Linked DNA regions of Ovis aries: region 1 is linked to region 2. The links are chromatin contacts, called in public Hi-C maps. All regions are on one chromosome and are shown on one strand. The core of a region is the stretch at or near the end of the contact, and the rest is flanking DNA. Distances in the headings are between cores, read along the strand shown.

The links. A called contact is a pair of places that touch in the nucleus more often than the background predicts.
Region 1: a contact with region 2 is called in a Hi-C map of tail adipose tissue, with 4 times the contacts expected there. The contact joins the enhancer-like site here to the promoter of LOC105610032 in region 2. A contact is called at or near these places in 2 of 16 Hi-C or Micro-C datasets (liver and tail adipose tissue).

What each region holds. Positions count from the first base shown.
Region 1 is chr12:80,095,691-80,099,275 of ARS-UI_Ramb_v3.0, forward strand. It overlaps NAV1 (neuron navigator 1), which reads right to left. Exons shown (of 33, transcript XM_042229499.2): 5 at 2,729-2,831. Among named protein-coding and RNA genes, the nearest start is that of IPO9, 83 kb to the left of the region's middle. Within about 2 kb of position 1,936, at least 14 of the 54 cell types and tissues checked have an H3K27ac peak or open chromatin away from gene starts, as enhancers often do. A contact at or near this core is called in tail adipose tissue, where this site is marked.
Region 2 is chr12:79,833,025-79,836,902 of ARS-UI_Ramb_v3.0, forward strand. LOC105610032 (basic salivary proline-rich protein 1-like) reads left to right here and starts at 2,568. Exons shown (of 3, transcript XM_060396809.1): 1 at 2,568-3,878. GPR37L1 (G protein-coupled receptor 37 like 1) reads right to left here and starts at 1,364. Exons shown (of 2, transcript XM_027976133.3): 1 at 698-1,364. The coding sequence starts at 1,327.

The DNA.
Region 1 (3,585 bases), core at 686-3,185, 260 kb after region 2:
GGGCCGCCCGGGAGGAGAAGGCCTCGGTCACCCACTTTGCTCAGAGTGTCCAGCACCTCTTCCCTGTTATGAGCTCAGGGTGAGCCGGGTGGTGGGCCCTGTAGGAGCCCTGTGGGTGCGCAGGGACGGAGACGGCAGGGCGGCCAGTGAGCAGGCTCCCCGGCCTGGCTGCTGACCAGCATCTCCCCCTTGGGCCCTCCTGCCGGCCCTGTCATGCCTCGAGCACTCTCTCTCTCTAGTGACTCGGAGCTTGGGGAGCACGGAAGCGCCCTGAAGGGGGCGCCCATGGTCCTGGGAGGTGGCCGGCCTCACTTCTGCTGCTCGGGAGGATTCTCTGCCCGACACGGGACTGGGCCTCACGCGGTACGGACTCAGTAGAAACAAGCTGCCCTGACGAGGGGAGAGGAGAGAAGGAAGAGGGCGTGGCAGTCCCGGTGGGGACGGCGCTCTAGGGAAGCCTGTTTTCAGGGCAAACTTGGCACCAAGAGCAGCTGTGCCCCCGGTTCTGTTCTCCAGGCAGTGCGGTGAGGGGGCAGCCCTGACCTCACCGCTCATCTTTATCCCAAACACACCTCCAGACACCGCTGAGTCGGTGGCCGAAATTCTAGCTCAAACCTGGGTCCCTGATTTCCAGTCCCAGATCCCACCTTCCAGTCTTGCTCCTCTCTGGGGAGGACGTGTGTGGGGTGGACGGCGTGATGGGCCGGAGCGGGCTGAGGGGAGCAGCCTCACTTCCTCTGCAGCCCCAGCCCCCTGACTCAGACTCGCTCCTTGCGGGGGAATCGAGCTGGAGAACAGGGGAAGTGGCACGGGAGGAAAGGTTTCCAAAAAGGAACTAAGCTGAACTACAGGCAGCCTGTGACCCCAGGGTGGAAAGCGCCTTGCTGGGCGTGCTCACTGGGCCGTGAGCTCCTCCAGGACACAGCCCGTGTCTGTCCTGGGAGCTGCGCCCCTGGCTCGCTGGACGCAGAAGCACCCTGATCAGCCTGGGCAAGCCTGGCACGTGGCCCCTTCTCCCAGCCTCTCGCTGCTCCTCCTCTAACCCGGGCCCTGTGTGCATGTCCTGTCCGCTCCCAGGGCCAAGGGAGGGCTGATAAATGTGAAGCATTTAGTACGAGAGCCATCAAAGCTGAGGGGGTCGTTGTTTTGGCTACTGAAGTGTGCACCAGGAATGATGCAAACCAAAGGCCCAGGGAGGAAGCGGCTCTGGGCCCACAGCAAACAGAAAGGCCGCTCCAGGGCTCCTGGTTCCTCTCCCGTAGAGGGAGACAAGCCAGAGGCCCAGGCGCTGCCCACGAACCGGTCAACTTCACACACGAGGCCTTCCTGTTCCCCTGCAGAAAGCAGCAGGGCCTGCATGGGGTCAAGCTGTCTTCATGTGGGGATCAGAGGTGGGGACAGGAGCCGGGGGCTGCTGCCCTTGCCCTGCGGGTGAGCCACCTGGGGTGTGACCCCACAGGAGCAGAGCACATGGGCCTTCTTTGGCATGGGGCTGGCAGGCAAGGTGGGGCTGAGCTGTTCCAGCAACTTCCCTGGCTGGGGAAGGAGGGCATCCAAGACTTAATCCACTGGGTACTCAAAGCAGTGAGCGGAGTCGAGCCAGACCCCTGTCCCACGTGGGTTCCTGCTTAGGGCTGGGAGGGCTGGAGACGGATGTACAGGGTCCCATAGCCTCCCAGAGACCACATCCACTTTCTCCTCAGCCCTCCTCATCACATCCCTTCAGCAGTTGGAATCCTGCTGGCTCGAGCAGAGGCAGTCACAGAGACAGCAGGCTCTGCTTATCACGGGAAATATTTCAGATGTCTGGGAGCAGGCAGGGGATGAGGGGGGGCTGGGGAGGAGCGTGGGAAGGAGGGACAAGGGGGAAGGAGGGACAAGGGGATCTCAGCAAGGGATCTGGAAGCCGCTGAGGCCAGAGTCAGCTCCGCTTCACAGTCACCACCCCCCTCACGAGGATGGGATGGCTGGGAAGTGATGAGTCCTCTGTCGCTGGAGGCATGTAAGTTTGGTTTGCCTATAACTTGGCCACACACTTGGGTCAGGAGAAGTCCCCCCACTGCCCATTTGCTCCCATTTTCCAATCCCAGGAGGTGGGAAGGAGCCAACTCTTCTCTACCTTCCTGCTCCACACCCCGAGGATTTCTCAATCCTGGCGGCTCGCCCCTTACCCCCAGGGTGTAGCCCAGCCCTCTGTCCCCCTTGGAGCTGACAGTATGAGCTCATCTGGGCAGCCCCAGGAGCCAGTGCAGGAAATTCTGAGTCATGCCGAGCCTGGGGCCAGGACACCAGGGCAGAGAGAGGCGCGGCAGGAGGGGGGCGCCCCGCATGGTGGAGGCTGCAAGGGCTCGTGAGGGGCAGGAGGAGGGTGTTTGCACGGCGCAGAGGCTGGGCCGCTTGCCGGCTGAGGGGGCAAGAAGGCTGCTGCGTGTCAGGAAGGGCACATGGAAGATTCAGAGCAGGGAGAGGAAGGGAGTGAGCAAGCCCTTGAGACACGGGGAGGTGGACACCCAGGAGGGCGTGGAGGGGCAGTCATGGCCTGAGCCGCAGGCTGACTCCTCCTTCCAACCACCCAGCGAGGCTCCAGCCCGATGAGATGGAGTCCAAGTGTCCAGCAGAAGCTGACGCCAGGCATGGGCGCGCTTCCCCCGTGGACTCAGTGCACGCTGCCCCGGCCCAGGTGGGGGCCCGCCCTCCACAGAGGGCAGGAGGGGCAGCAGGCTCTTACCTGTGAGTCACCTGGGACCCTCGCAGGCTGGACATGGTCTCCTCCAGGTTCTGGCGCAGATCCAGGACATTCTGCACGGTCCTCTTTCTCTGGGACTCAGGGTCTGGAGGGAGGAGAGGAGCTGGGTGAGTAGGTCGGAGGTGGCCGGAGGCTGCATCCCTGGACGGGTCCTGGGACATGGCTCTGCCTCTCAGGCCTTCCTAAGGGCCTGGGACACACCCTTGAGCCCCTGAGGTCCCGGCCCTGGAAGGGACAGGGGCACAGGGGCACCAGCCTTCAGTGTCCTCCCAGACACCCACGGGACCACCCTGGCCTGCATCACTTTGGGGAGCCCTGCTTCTCCTAGTAGAGGTTCCAGACCAGGCCCCCGTGGTTGGGGTTAGCCGGAACATCTGCCCGATACCCAGCCTGCCATGGTGCATGGACTGCTGTTTCACCCTGGCTCTCGGAGGCAGGGGTGCCTGGATATGTGGTGTTGGCCAGTCTCCAGGGCAGAAACACTGCAAGGGTGCTGTGATGTCGCTGAGCCCAGAGACAGGGAGTGGTGCTGGGGGTCGGCGCTGGGAGCTGGTGGGAGCCGGCATCAGGCCCTCGCTGGGAGCGCCTGCAGGGTCCGTCGTTGGGCAGGGCAGTTTGTGCAAGGACCCGGAGATGCTGGTGGGGAGGGGCGGTGAGCAGCCGCGGGAAGGCTGGGCATGCAGACCCCAGGCCAGAGGTGCATGTCCGGGCGAGCGTGTGTGGGCGCAGCCCCAGTGCAGACTCCTGAAAGATCAGGGCTGTGGAACCAGCCGTGGTTTGCAGGCAGGACGTCACCGCAGACAGAGAAGAGGAGACCACAGCGAACAGAAACAGAACCC
Region 2 (3,878 bases), core at 1,318-3,817:
GCGACGCTCAAGGCTGCTGGCTGATCCCGTGCTGCTGCACGCACGGCGGCCTCCCGTGCCCACACAAGTGCCCTCGTTTCGGTGTGTTTGGCGTTGCTTCGGTTGCACTTTCTCCTGGTCTGCACACCCATCAGCACCCAGTGAGGGAGGGCCCAGAGGCGAAGGGCAGCCTGGTCTACCCCCCGGCTGGGAGACAGGAAACAGGAAAGGGGGTCTGACCTGCCCAGGGGCACCCCAGTGCGCCCCAGCCTCAGCTGCAGCCCCAGAACCAGGGCTCCACTTTCAGAGCATGGAGCAGGCAACAAGGGTGACGGCAGGGACGAGGGTCGCGGGGAGCGAGGGCCTCCCCTTCCATGTCTGCTCTCCCGGGAGTGGGTGCAGGCCTGACTGGTTCGGGGGGTGGGGCTCTGCAGGGAATTGGAATCTCCCTTCAGGCACCAATTGAGGGGGCAGGAAATTGAGGGGCAGAGAGGGGGCACAGGGCAGAGCCATTTCTTGGGTGGAAAGACAGAGGGGTTAAGGCAGGGGAGGGAGCTCTCAGCATGGAGAGAAGGGGCCGCCTTGAGGCTGCTGGGGGCGGGAGCCGGGCTGGGGTGCGGGGGCCCTGAGCAACCTGGGGGGCCTCACACACCCTCTCCACCCACGCTGGCAGCTCCCCCGCCCTCATCCCGTGGGCTCTCCTCGGCCACACACTCACCTCCACAAAGGGCACCGCCCGGCAGGACACAGCGCCCAGCAGCCTCTGCTTGGTGATCTCGTGGAAGGTGACGATGGGGAGGCAGAAGAAGAGGACCAGGAAGTCCCAGAGCGCCAGGCTGGCCAGGATGGAGTTCCAGGCGCTCTTCAGGTAGTAGCTGTGCCACACGACGCACATGACCGCCAGGCTGCCCACGATGCCCACGGCGAACAGCACCAGGGCCACCAGCAGGATGGCGTAGGCCCCGTAGGAGCGCTCAGTCACCGGGTACAGCGGGTTCTGCACCTGCAGGCGCCGGCCGGGCGTCCCTGTCACGTTGCCCCGGGGCTCCTGCCCGCTGCCCCCAGTCTCTCTGGCCCAGTCCGGGGAGGGGCTGGCGGCCACCCGGGGCTGGGTGGGCTGCAGGGCGGCGGGGCGGATGGGCCGGGGGTACTCAGCCCACCCCTCGGGCACGTACTGCTGCAACCTCTTGGCGTCCTCCCACTCAGCTCCTCGCCTGGACCGGTCCGGCTGCTCCTGGGCCGCAGGCTGGTGCCCACCCTGCTGCAGGCGGACGCCCCCAGGGGCCCTTTCGGGCCCGGCTGCCAGCGCCACGGCAAGGGAGACGCCCAGCGGCCACAGCCACCGCATGGCCGGACGAGCGGCACGGCTGCCCGCACACAGAGGCGAGGCCGGGCCGAGTGCGGGCCCAGCTCGATGGGCAGCTGGCTGCTGGGCCCGCCCCCAGCGGGCGTCTGGCATCGCCAGCCGGCTCCAGTGGTCACCCCCCGTCCCTCCGCCCGCGGCAGCCAGGCAGGACAGGGCAGGGCCCTCTGCTGGACACAGGGCGCTCTGTGCCGCCCGCAGAACACGCCTCCCCAGGCCCCACGGGTGGCAGCACTCAGACCTGTGGGGCCCTCGGGGCCGCCCACCCTCAGTCCGGCCGTGCACACGGGGTTGGGGGACAAGGCTCCCGCCCCGCCTCAGGGGACAGGCAGTTGCTGCTGCTGCCTTGGGCTTCATGAGCACTCACTGGGCCAGGCTGCTGGATAGAACCATCATACTCTGTGTTTACGTTGCTACCGCAGCTCAGCAGCAAATAACTTGCCCAAGGACACACAGCCGGGATCCAAATTGCAGGTCTGTCCAACTCCAGAGCTGAAACTCAGCCCCTTGATCACGTAGCAGGAAAGGGATCCTGAAGAGGGTCTACACCCACAGTCTTCTTTCTCAGACGTGGAAACCATGGGAACTGCGGCCAGAGCGGTCAAGTGCCAGGGCCAGGCACACGCAGGACAGGTGGTCGGCGGTGAGGAGATGAGGCGGCAGCCCTCTGCTCCCCCTGCTCTGCGTGTGCGCATCAGCTGCCCCTCGGAGGGGGCGGGCCGCAATCCCCGACCTGGGCAATGCCACTGTGGTGCTGGAGAGGACTCTCGAGAGTCCCCTGGACACAAGGAGCTCCAACCAGGCCACCCTGAAGGAACTCAGTCCTGGGTCTTCACCGGAAGGACTGATAATGAAGCTGAAACTCCAACGCTTTGGCCACCTGATGCAAAGAGCTGACTCATTTGAAAAGACCCTGATGCTGGGAAAGATTGAAGGTGGGAGGAGAAGGGGGCAACAGAGGATGAGATGGCTGGATGGCATCACCGACTCAATGGACGTGAGTTTGAGTGAACTCCGGGAGGGGAGTTGGTGATGGACAGGGAGGCCACGGGGTCACAAAGAGCCGGACGCGACTGAGTGACTGCACTGAAGAGAGGCAGCCCCCTGCCGGCCACAGCCCTGGCTCTCTGGGGCCGTGGGGACATCAGAGGCCACTAGGTGGAACCAGATGCTCAGAGATGGACATTCGCGGCTGCCTGGCCCGTGACCCTGGCCCAGCCCACCTGCCAGGGCCCAGCCCTCAGACCCGAGGCAGCTGCTGGGGGAGGTGGTCTCAGGAGACCGTGTAGATTGCGCTGAGGCCATGCGCCTGCTGTTCCACCCCACCCTCCTGGGCCCCTCGTGGGTCGGCCTCCCCAACAAAGACCCCCTCTCCAGGACCATGTCGGAGCAGCGCCCTCACCAGGGCAGGCCACGTGGAAGGCGACCATTTCCCAGCCACTAGGAATCTCTCTCCTTTGTCCCAGAAATCCTCCGTCCTCGTCCCGGGGAGTTCCCCAGGGCTGGCCGCAGGAACGGTCCTGGGGCGAGTCGGGGTGGAGTGGGGCTGGGCCCTCAGGGCAGCTGTGCAGCCTCCTGAGATGGCTGGAATCTGGCGTCTTCTGGAGCGAGTCCGTGGCTGGCACGGCCCAGTGAATGGAAGCAGACCGCCCGGATCGGCCCCCTCTGCCGCTTACGAGCTGCGTGACGCCGGTCAGCACCGAGACTCTGCTTCATCTGTAGTGAGGAGTTGGTAACAGACCGAGCAGGCTTGTCTGTGTCCATCGCCAGAACGGCGTGCGGCCCCTGAGAAGCGCTAGGTGAAGGTGCACGGTTGCCACGGCGACTCACTTGCGACTTCCCAGGCCTCTGGAGGCAGGCGCTCTCACTGTCTTCACGTCACAGGTTTGGGAACTGAAGGACAGAAACGGGGGAGGCAGGCGGGGGGCAAATTCGAGACAAGCCCTCCCCACTCCCAGCCCCAACAGCTGGCACCGGAGCCGGGCAGTGAGTCTTCTGGACCCCACTCTGCCAGCCCTGCAGGCTCTGGGCTCCTGGACCATGGTGAGGTGCGCTCCCGAAGGTCAGAGGCTCAGGACCCACTCCCGACTCAGAGACAACCCGGCATCACTCACCCTCATGGTCCAAAGGCTGGCGGAGCATCTACCCTGCGCCCGAGGTTGCTACAGGCGCTCCAGAAGCAGTGAACCTCCCAGGTACGAGCTCTGCCCACCGAGATCCATACTCAAGGAAGGAGGCAGCCACTGAAAAATCTGAGCCCCAGAGATCATGAGGATACATCGTGAGGAAGGACATGGGCAAAGCAGAAGGCACCGTGCCATCGAGGAATCTCTGCCCTTTGGTTTGCTCCTGGGGAAAGGTCAGTGGTACCCTGGGGCCTGTGGTCTGCAAGGATGCTGTCACGGTGGGACGTGGGCATTGCCACGGTGAGGCCTCCACGGCGATGTGTGACAGTGCTTCTCAACCTGTGGCCCCTGGACGCCAGCCTGGGGAGCGGGTCGACACACTGGCTTGAGCAGACGTTCGGGAAGGCCCA